Regions from separate parts of the Mus musculus genome. Here all the other regions are linked to region 3. A link is a contact called in public Hi-C and promoter capture Hi-C data. All regions are on one chromosome and are shown on one strand. Each heading gives the region's core, a stretch centred on a gene start, on an enhancer-like site or on the middle of the called end of the contact. The rest is flanking DNA. Distances are from core to core; before and after follow the strand shown. Region 1 overlaps Numb (NUMB endocytic adaptor protein). Region 2 overlaps Papln (papilin, proteoglycan-like sulfated glycoprotein). Region 3 holds the start of Riox1 (ribosomal oxygenase 1).

What was found. Promoter capture Hi-C pulls out the DNA fragments that hold promoters and counts their contacts. Hi-C and Micro-C count contacts between places; a contact is called where the count stands out from the background.
Region 1: a Hi-C map of bone marrow-derived macrophages shows a contact between it and region 3, with 39 read pairs. The contact joins the enhancer-like site here to the promoter of Riox1 in region 3. A contact is called at or near these places in 14 of 39 promoter capture datasets (the 3T3-L1 cell line, 3T3-L1-derived adipocytes, the C10 cell line and 9 more), 1 of 15 datasets of contacts at CTCF or cohesin (large pre-B cells), 13 of 484 Hi-C or Micro-C datasets (CD4 T cells, the N1E-115 cell line, bone marrow-derived dendritic cells and 8 more), 7 of 115 datasets of contacts at active chromatin or transcription factors (bone marrow-derived macrophages, cardiomyocytes, embryonic stem cells and 3 more) and 4 of 9 other capture datasets (adipose tissue, bone marrow-derived macrophages, liver and 1 more).
Region 2: a promoter capture Hi-C map of liver shows a contact between it and region 3. The contact joins the enhancer-like site here to the promoter of Riox1 in region 3. A contact is called at or near these places in 10 of 39 promoter capture datasets (the 3T3-L1 cell line, 3T3-L1-derived adipocytes, the C10 cell line and 6 more), 4 of 484 Hi-C or Micro-C datasets (CD4 T cells, bone marrow-derived macrophages, embryonic stem cells and 1 more), 10 of 115 datasets of contacts at active chromatin or transcription factors (acute myeloid leukemia, bone marrow-derived macrophages, embryonic stem cells and 5 more) and 3 of 9 other capture datasets (adipose tissue, bone marrow-derived macrophages and liver).

The regions. Positions count from the first base shown.
Region 1 is chr12:83,810,532-83,813,616 of GRCm38.p6, forward strand. Numb (NUMB endocytic adaptor protein) reads right to left here. Exons shown (of 10, transcript NM_001136075.2): 4 at 755-829. Among named protein-coding and RNA genes, the nearest start is that of Gm46367, 10 kb to the right of the region's middle. Within about 2 kb of position 1,585, at least 13 of the 459 cell types and tissues checked have an H3K27ac peak or open chromatin away from gene starts, as enhancers often do. A contact at or near this core is called in bone marrow-derived macrophages, where this site is marked.
Region 2 is chr12:83,789,918-83,793,429 of GRCm38.p6, forward strand. It overlaps Papln (papilin, proteoglycan-like sulfated glycoprotein), which reads left to right. Exons shown (of 27, transcript NM_130887.3): 27 at 1,915-2,467. The coding sequence ends at 2,090. Among named protein-coding and RNA genes, the nearest start is that of Papln, 28 kb to the left of the region's middle. Within about 2 kb of position 1,999, at least 31 of the 459 cell types and tissues checked have an H3K27ac peak or open chromatin away from gene starts, as enhancers often do. A contact at or near this core is called in forebrain and liver, where this site is marked.
Region 3 is chr12:83,948,846-83,952,273 of GRCm38.p6, forward strand. It overlaps Riox1 (ribosomal oxygenase 1), which reads left to right and starts at 1,763. Exons shown (of 1, transcript NM_023633.3): 1 at 1,763-3,428. The coding sequence starts at 1,847. All of the region lies in intron 16 of Heatr4 (HEAT repeat containing 4), which reads right to left.

The DNA.
Region 1 (3,085 bases), core at 335-2,834, 140 kb before region 3:
CCAGCCTGGTCTACAAAATGAGTTCCAGGACAGCCAGGGCTACACAGAAAAACCCTGTCTCAAAAAACAAAAAACAAAAAAAAAAAAAAAAAGAAAAACAAAAACAAAAACAAAAAACAAAAGAAAAAGAAAAAAAAAGAATCATTAAACTGCTTCTCACACCGGTTTTTGATTCGCTTAACTTTATCCAAATTAACTTCTGGTTAAAAAGCATTTCCTGACTTTAGGTCTTAAGAAAATTTATTACTGATTAATTGACCATGCATATCTTGGGCGTTCAGGGTCCCTTTCTCTCAAATGAGTGCTACCTAGAATACCGTGTGAACCTACAGTGGCCCTCGCCTCTCAGGGCTCTCAGCAGCCGGTTCATTCAGCACTAAGACATTTCCTAAGGAACAAGGCACAGTAAACATGTGGCCTGTCATCTAAAAACTACAGTAAAAGATACATTACCTTTTATATTCAAGGATCTGAAAAAAGTAAACAGAATAAAAACAGAACTCACATCTTAGCATGAAATATTAATGCTGGGTACATAAGATACGCTACATCATGTACAACAAAATGCTGAGAGATTCAGTTCATAAAGTAAACGAGTTACTAAACTAGTTTCCTGGACACTGAAACAGTCTCTCAAAGGCTGTACTGTGGACACAGTGGCAGGATCTTATAGAGCTACTACAACACTTAATGGCATTTTATCACTAGAGAGAAATCACATGAGAAGCAGCATTTAAACTCACAAAACTCTTACCTTAGTTTTCTCGTCCACAACTCTGAGCCCATCCGCTGACACCCACAGAACGGCCTTCACTGCTTTCTTTCCCGTCTTTTAAAAGAGAAGGGGGAGGGAGGAGACACACCCACACATAATATTAAAAAGAAACGAACTCAGAAAATACAGATTTCCATCCTCCAACAAGTCACAAGGAGAGAGGAAGCCCAGCTTCAGGAATGATGCCCAAAGCCAGGTACTCAAACCAAACCGCAGAGACATTCAGGAAGAAACAAGCCAGAGCTATGGCTTCAGAAACAACACAAATCCTAAGATAACTAAGTAAGGGAGAAGAGACAAATACAAGTAGAACAAGGTAACACATTCCAGAAAAGGCAAAGAAGTCACAACAAGAGTCTTCACCATTTAAAAACGCAGTCGAGAAACCTAAGAGTCTGAGAATACTGAGTGCATAAGGAGTTACACCACACGGAGACCTGCAGGGACAGAGAGGGACAGAGAAATCCCAATCAGCTCTGAACCATTCTGCTATCCTCTGAAAACTGGTGTGACCCTTTGTCACCTGAAATTTTCAGTTAAAAATGGCAAGAAACCATAATTATTCTATGAACAATCTTTTAAAAAGTAATTATTTATCCCCTCAAAATTAATAATAATTTAGCTTAGATTTTAAAAATTAATTATTTATGTATTTTCTGTATAAGGATGTTTTGTCTGCATGTATATCTGCACACCAGAAAAGGGAATTGGATCCCATGGGATGAGAGTTATTGACAGTTGTGAACAGTCATGTGGGTGAGGGGAACTGAACTCAGAAACTGCTGAGTCACCGCTCCAGCCCCAATTTAGCCAAAAAAAAAAAAATTTTTTTTTTTTTTTTTTTTGGTTTTTTGAGACAGGGTTTCTCTGTATAGCCCTGGCTGTCCTCGAACTCAGAAATCTGCCTGCCTCTGCCTCCCGAGTGCAAGGCCAATTTTTTAAATCTAACATTACATGCAGGGAAACATTCTGAGGGCATAGGAAGATTCTAAAATTACAGCTAAGATAAGGGTTGGTTTTATTTGTTTGTTTTTTGAGACAGGGTTTTTGTGTAGCCCTGGCTGTCCTGGAACTCACCGTATAGAGCAGACTGGCTTCAAACTCAGAGATCTGTCTACCTCTGCCTTCTGAGTGCTGGGATTAAAAGCATGCACCGCCATGGCTTTTTTGTTTTTTGTTTTTATGTTTTTGGGCGGGAAACAAGAATCACTTTGAACGAGCTGATAATTTATTTCTTCTTTGAGGGAATCAATGGTACTTAATGCCCTTTCTTAACTTGCCTGTGGATATAAGTAAATTAAAACAAATAAAGGCTGAGGTGGATATCGGATTGTCACAGAAGTACAGACCAAAGGGAATCTGGGGCTGAGTTTAATCAGCAGCTGCTAGAAGAACAGGGAACAACAGAACTGCTACTCTCCTCTCCATGTCCCCAAGTCCAGGAATCCTGGTTGTGGAAGCATCCTCTTTGTTTAAAAAGCGGCTAGGACCCACTCCAGGTTTGTCAGCTACACTGCCGCCACCACCACATCCTGGGTGAGATCTGAAACTTTAGCCACTGCAAAAGTGGCTACAAGACCACCTCACAGAGCACTGAAAAGCAATGCTCTGAGAACACATACCATCAAGGCAAAGGGCACATAAGTCTGGGACCCTGAAACTATCTCAGTGTGGGTTTGAAAGTAGACTGGGCATGAAGCAACAGGAGACAGTCAGGAGGAAAGGCCTCATGCACCTTCTAGGGAACTGGATCTTAATTCTATGGGCAACTGAAAGCTACTAAAAGAATTAAACACAACCACATTTGTATATCTGCTCTTACTTATCACATCTGATCGCGAGTGCACAGAGGCCTCACTGGAGTCGGCTCTTTCCCGCTATCGTGTCACCCTGGAGATTAAACTCAGGCCATCAGCCTTGGCAGCAAGGGTCTTTACCAAACACTAAACTACTGCACCAGCGCTAGATTTGCATTTTTTAAAAACCTCTTATTTTTAATTGCTCTTTATGTTTATGCACAGGTCTGTGGCTGTCAGAGGTGGTTCTGGTTCCTCTCGAGTGTCAGTTACAGACAGTTATGAGTTGCCTGAGGTGGGTACTGAGGCCTGCACTTGGTTCCTCTGGAAGAGCAGCAATGCTCTTAATTCAGTGAACTTTCCAGTCCCTAGACTTGCATTTTAAAACATCACTTTGCAGCAGTGTACCTGAGGTCAGATAGAGATCAATAAGCAAGATTCCAGGCAGGAAAGAATCAGGATGGAGCTATCTTGACTGAGATTGCAAAGGTGGTTTTACACAGTATAGGGGAGG
Region 2 (3,512 bases), core at 749-3,248, 160 kb before region 3:
TTGTTCACACAGCAGATTTGTGGCCAGCTGGGACTCAAGCCCAGGCTTTTTGACTCCTGATTTTACTTAACTTATGTAGCCCAGGCTGACCTTGAACTTGTTATGTAGCCAACGCTGGTCTCACCTTTAATCTCCCTGCCTCTGCTTCCAAGGTGCTACTGTGCCTGTTCTCTTAAGCTCCATCTCAGAACTCGTGAAGCAGGACTGTTTGATGTTCAAACTTGCAGGGGCTCTGTGTTTAAGTGACAGGGCAGGAGGGGCCCCTCACAGTGCTCTCCACAGGTCTTAGTGTTTCAGGGAGATGGAACATCAAACAGCTCAGAGCCTCCAGTCAAACAGCCAGTTCTCATAACCTGAGGTGCATCCCGAAGATGCCAGAGAAAGGGTTCTTGGCTTGGCGGTAATGGTACCAACTGCCTGGTGTGCTTGAACATTGCCGTGCCACCGGGGCAGGCCTGGCTGTCCTCCTGGATGCCAGACTGCGGGTGAGAACTGGCCAGGGGTTGAAGGTGTCTGCTACAGTGTTGCTTTGTGAGACTGACACTCAGGTTTCCCTCTGTGAGCTCCCTGGGACCCTAGGGCCCAGACAAGTGCTCTGCAATATGGAGACTCACACGGCTGTGACTGTGTGTGCCTGTGTGACCACACTCTGGTCAAAGTCCCATATGGCAGGACTTCTACCTTTGATGTTTCTAGAAAATCCTACTCATCTATACACTGATCAAACTAATAAGACCAGGAAAACCCAGAATGCAGATTTACTGTGGTGAAGAGAAGAGACCTTAGGAGACTGAGGATCTGAGCATGGTGATACATGGTGACACATGCCTATGAATTCTAGAACATTATCCTGACTTAAGACAAAACCTACCACACTACCAAACTCCTCAAGGGGACCTGGATGTTTACATTTGTGATCAGCCGTAGATGTGTCTACAGTGAGGGAAGCTTGTTTGACAATGGTGGCTAGTAGGCTTTTAGGCTTTTGGTGATGTGTGGCTGCCAAGCTGATCTCCCAGACACCACCCACGGCCACAGGCCTCTTTTGCTCTCTGCTGCATGTGGCTAAGAATATGTTCCATATTCTGGAGGCATCTCTCCAGAAGCCCGGCTGTCCCCCCCCAGCCTGTCTGTATTCCTTTCACTGACCAGGCTGCAGATCTGTTCTAACTCGTTGGTTTGGAGTCACATAGTGAGTGTCTCATGACTGGGAGCACTGGAGTTAGTTGGCTTAGGCTTTTCTCACCCTGGCTTGTTCTGCCCAAGGGTTAAGTGAATAGGATATATTGTGGGGACAAAGGCTGTCTGCTAACCATTCTGTCTGCCTCATTTTCTGAGGGGAGGACACGGCTGTGGGGCCAGGGCAGCAGACAGCACTCAGGTTTTTGCTGTGTGCCTGGTGGTAGGGACAGTGCTGCAAGAGCCTGCAGAGAGAAGGGGGGTAATTGTAGGATGAGAGAGTGGAATCAAATTCTTAACAATCACCAGACACTCGTAGGATATTGAGGGTGGCACGCGGGCTTGGGCCTCCGTGTAGTCTTAGAACTTTGAAGATTCATCACGTTCTCGGGTGGAAACCAGGAAAGATGGGGATATAGGAGACAGATGCAAGCTGGGAGGTTGGTGGAACCCAGTAGCAATAGGAAGATGGCAATGGCTTACTGACTTCCGGTTTCCCTAGGACTGACCCTACTGATCTTTCCTGCCAATCTGGGCCCATATAGCTGTCATTGGCTTTGCAGTTCCAGACAGTAGGGCAGGAAGTTAAATGTGGAGCCGTCGATGGTCTAGCCAGAAATAGGAAAGCCTGGAAAAGGCTGTGCACTGGGCATAGGCCGCAGATAAGGGTCACAGGAGGGCCTGTGAGAGGCTGCAGCGAGAGCTGCCTCAGCCCTTTCTCTCCTTGTCCTGCAGCGCCAGCCGCACAGTCCAGGGACCTAGGCAAGGACTGCATCGACCAGCCGGAGCTGGCCAACTGTGCGTTGATCCTGCAGGCCCAGCTCTGTGGCAATGAATATTACTCCAGCTTCTGCTGTGCCAGCTGCTCCCGCTTCCAGCCAAATGCCCAGCCTGTGTGGCAGCAGGGATGAAGGCTGGCTGTGGCGCCAGGTCTGGATAGTTTGCTGGGGAGAAGGGATGGTAAGACATGGCTTGCAGAGGGAGTCGTCTTTCAGATCCTGCCCCTCTCAGAAATCCAGGGTTGAGCCCCAGCAGCTGCCAGTGCCGGCTTCCCTTGTAGTGCTCAGCAGGGTCTGTCTGATATGACCACAGGCTGCTGTGAAGAAGAGGAACCCTTTACACCTCCCCTCTATAGTATCTACTGCACCGAGGACCTTTTATCTGAAATGCTTTGGACCAAAGTGTTTTAAGCTATTAAGTATTTGTAGACTTTACTAATTGAACGTCCCTAACCTAAAGTTCTGAAATGCTCCGAAGCTTCAAAGACCCAATCGCCATGTCAGCTTTCAAAACTGTCCGGGTTTCGAAGCACGTTTGATTTTGGGTGAGAGGTGCTCAATTTGTACAGAGAATCCACTTAGCGCACTGCAGAGCCAGCTGGGTGGGGTGTCTGTGATGGCAGGGGGACGGTAACTGCTCAGTCAGACAAGGATTCCTGCTAGAATCCAGGTCTGTGTGTGGGGAGAGGTGAGCAGTCATTCAGGCTGTCCATCTTCCTGGGCAGTGGCAGTGGCACAGCTGCCTTCACCACCATCAGTGTGTGAAGCTCACAGTGTAATGCCAGGGAAAAGCACTCAGCAAGGTGGAGGCCATAGGCTGCGATGCAGGGGTGTGGGATGGAAAAGCCAGACAGCCTGAAAAGGTCCACTCCTTACACAGCTCACTGGCCTGCTCTGAGTAGTGAAGAGTCATGCTTCCTTAAGTAGGAATCTGTGGAGCTTATCTGTTGCTAGAGAAACTCAGACTATGCTGCAAACAGTGGCTGGGAGCTGGTGAGATGGCTCAGTGGTTAAGGCACTCACTGGCAAGCCTGATGGCTGGAATGTGCTCTCTGGAACCTCCCTGGTGGGTGGCAGAACTGACTCAGGCCAGCCGCCCTGACTGCACGCACGGAAGCACAGCTGTAAAGTCCGTAGAACAGCAGCTGCGAATGGTGCTGCAATGGTGCTGCAAGCCTACAATCCCAGGGCTCGAGAGGCTGAAGCAGGAGAGCTACAGTGTGAGGCAGTCTGGGCCACAGTGAGATCCTGCCTCAGAGTAAACAACCCATAGAACCCAGCATCAGCGGATGTGACGTGACACCCAGGGCAGTGATTTTAGTAGTCTGAGCTGCAGGAAGGCATTCATCTTTTACAATCTCCGATTTCTTAATGCTCTAGGAAGAGGCCTGGATTTAATGAGCTTCCAGGGCTCGTCCCACTTTTTCTCTGACTCCTCTGGAAGACTGTCTAGTAACACAGGTTACTATGGGAGCAAAGTTCTGACACTTGCTGGAACACAAAGCTCCCTGTGTGAGTGGTGTCTCAGGAATATCTAGGTTCCAGGCATTTTTG
Region 3 (3,428 bases), core at 513-3,012:
CTTACCCACTCCAGGACGCCAGCCCATGGGATGGATGGTACTGCTCACTTTTACAGCGGGTCTTCCTACTTCAACCTAAGGTAAACAATCTCTCACAGAGGTGCCCAGAGACTTGCCTCTTTAGTGATTCTAGATCCTGACTGTAGTCATAATGTTATTGTGTACTATGTAAAGATTATTCATGAATTATTCAAATGTGGACTTCTGTACCCCCATATATATTTGCAATCCTTATTCTGAGAATCTCATGTCTCAATGTGGTGAAAAACTTGCTCTACAATAATTCCCTGATTGGTCAGTAAAGAACTGATCAGCCAATGAATGAGCACGAAAGAGAATAGGGCTGGACATTTGCAGAGTTCGAGAGAGGAAGTGGGGATTGGCTGGGAGGAGAGACTCCAAGAGAGATAAGGAAAAGGAGAAAGAAAAAACAAAGAGCAGTCCGGGAGCCCAGAGAACCAGATCAGTACTAAAATGCTGCAAGTATCAGGAAGATTCTGTCGGGAAGGTGCTAGATTAGCATAAAGGATTAAAATAGAGTAACCTGCTCAGTTGTTGTGCCCTTAAAGCTTTTTGAGTAAATATACTAGTCCAGTCTCAATTCTTTGGGAGTTAGCTGGGTTAAGAGGAAAACTGCAACACACTATGTAAAATAACACTAACACCTGTCAAGTTGACAATCGGTGTTAACCATCACAGGTTCCAATCAATTCATTTAAGCTACCTAACTCCCTGAGAAAGTATTGCCATCCTGCCCAATCAAGACCTATGTTCTGCCAGGCATGGTGGTACATACATATGTAAAATACACACACACACACACACACACACACACACACACACACACACACACACACACTCACAAGAATGCTTGCAGAAGCGGTGTCTGCGGGGGGCTAGAGATGATGGTTCAGTGGTTAAAGAGTGTTTACGACTCTATCCAAGGATCAGAGAGAGATTTCCACAAACTACTGTACTAAGAGATTTCTCTGGCCTCCTTGAGACATACACGTACGCATGCACAAACTTTTTAAAAAGTCAGAAGCTTGAAGAAGAGGAGGAGGAGGAGAAACAGCCTATTGCAATGTCATATTGAGAGGCAAGCCCAGGAGTTTGAGGTTAGAAAGGACTATGTAGCAATACACTGACAAAGTGGAGAAGTCCCTAACTTCCTTTTCAGAGGAAGAATATTAATTACAAGCGGCTCACCCTGTAACCTCAGCCTTCCCCGTGCATGAACCACCATACCTGGCAAGGCTTTGTAACTGAGGAGAGAGAGGAAAAAGAAGAGGAGAGGCTTAACAATGAAGTTTTCTGCAGTGAAGAGAGCCAGTAAGAGCTGTGCTTCATACAGAATATCAAACTTTGCCTTCATTCCATTCTACCAGGAAACTGCCTAGGAACAAAAATGCCTACCACAAAAATGAGAAAGCGGACTAAAACAGGAAGCCAGGCTCAGCGCTGCACACCTTTAATCCCAGCAATCGCGAGGCAGAGACAGAAATCTCTGTGAGTTCAAAGCCAACTTGGCTCACCTAATAAGTTCTAGGACTATATAGCTACGGCTTCTGTAGAAAGATTCTGTCCCAGAAAAGCAAAAAAGAGGAATGAAGTTGTTTTCTTTTGAAATGCCTCGTGCCTTCTTTTCTTACACGGAGTCTTTATCTGGTAGAGAATTTTGCCTTGCCAGTGCATACTACCGCGGTTTTAAAAGGTGACAAACCGGGCTAGCTGTAGGACCCAGGAAGACGGTAGGCTTGGCCTACCCAGGGAATGCCGAAGGACTCGCCCCCTTCCCAGAAAGCACCACGGCCGCGGAAGCGTGGGACCCGCCGGCCGCCCCGCTATGGACGAGCTACCGAATGGCAACGGTGCGGCGCTGCTGAAGCGCGGGCGGGGGAGGCGCCGGCGGCACCCGCAGTCGCAGCCCCGCGGCGCGTCGGTCTTGGCCCTGCCCTTGCGGCCCCGGAAGATCCGAAGGCACCGGAAAAGTGCGGCGGCGTCCCGCGTGGCCGCGCTGAGAGCTCGCGCGCTCCGGAGCGAGGACTCGGACTCGAAAGTGGCGGTGGCCTCGGTTCGGGGCAAGCGGAAGAGGCCGGCAGAGCTGCTGGAGGCCTCGCGGTCGGCGGAGCCGCGGCCGGTGTCAGCGCGCCCGAGGTCGGCTTCGGCGACGCTGCCGAGCCGCGTGGAGGGATGGGCTGCGCTCTCCCGGAACCTGGGGACGGCCGCTCCGCCGCCGCCGGGCTCGCACGCGGATGAGCCGGGGCGACCCCGGGCTTCGCCGCTGCAGCAGGTACTGACGGAGCTGAACGGCATCCCCAGCAGCCGGAGGCGCGCCGCCCGCCTCTTCGAGTGGCTCCTGGCGCCCCTGCCTCCGGACCACTTCTACCGGCGGCTGTGGGAGCGGGAGGCGGTGCTGGTGCGGCGGCAGGACCGCAGCTACTACGAGGGTCTCTTCTCCACCGCCGACCTGGACTCGATGCTGCGCTACGAGGACGTGCAATTCGGGCAGCATCTGGACGCCGCGCGCTACGTCGATGGACGGCGGGAGACCTTGAACCCGCCGGGCCGCGCGCTTCCCGCCGCCGCGTGGTCCTTGTACCGAGCCGGCTGCTCCTTGCGCCTCCTGTGCCCGCAAGCCTTCTCGCCCACCGTGTGGCAGTTTCTGGCCGTGCTCCAGGAGCAGTTTGGCAGCATGGCGGGCTCCAACGTCTACCTCACGCCCCCGGACTCGCAGGGCTTTGCTCCTCACTACGATGACATCGAGGCTTTCGTGTTGCAGCTGGAAGGTCGGAAACTCTGGCGCGTCTACCGACCGCGGGACCCGAGTGAGGAGTTGGCCCTGACATCTAGTCCCAACTTCAGCCAGGAGGACCTTGGTGAGCCTGTGCTGCAAACGGTACTGGAACCTGGAGACCTGCTCTATTTTCCTCGGGGCTTCATTCACCAAGCTGAATGTCAGGATGGAGTCCACTCCCTACACCTCACCTTGTCCACCTACCAGCGCAATACATGGGGTGACTTCCTGGAGGCTGTACTGCCTCTGGCAGTGCAAGCGGCCATAGAGGAGAACGTGGAGTTCCGCAGAGGCTTGCCCCGAGACTTCATGGATTACATGGGGGCCCAGCATTCCGACTCTAAGGATCCTAGAAGGACAGCTTTCATGGAAAAGGTGCGGGTCTTGGTTGCTCGCCTGGGACACTTTGCTCCTGTCGATGCTGTGGCTGACCAGAGAGCAAAAGACTTCATTCACGATTCCCTGCCCCCTGTGTTGACCGATAGGGAACGGGCTCTAAGTGTTCACGGGCTCCCAGTTCGCTGGGAGGCTGGAGAACCCGTCAATGTGGGGGCCCAGCTGACAACTGAAACCCAAGTCCACATGCTTCAGGACGGCGTAGCTCGGCTGGTGGGAGAGGGAGGCCGATTGT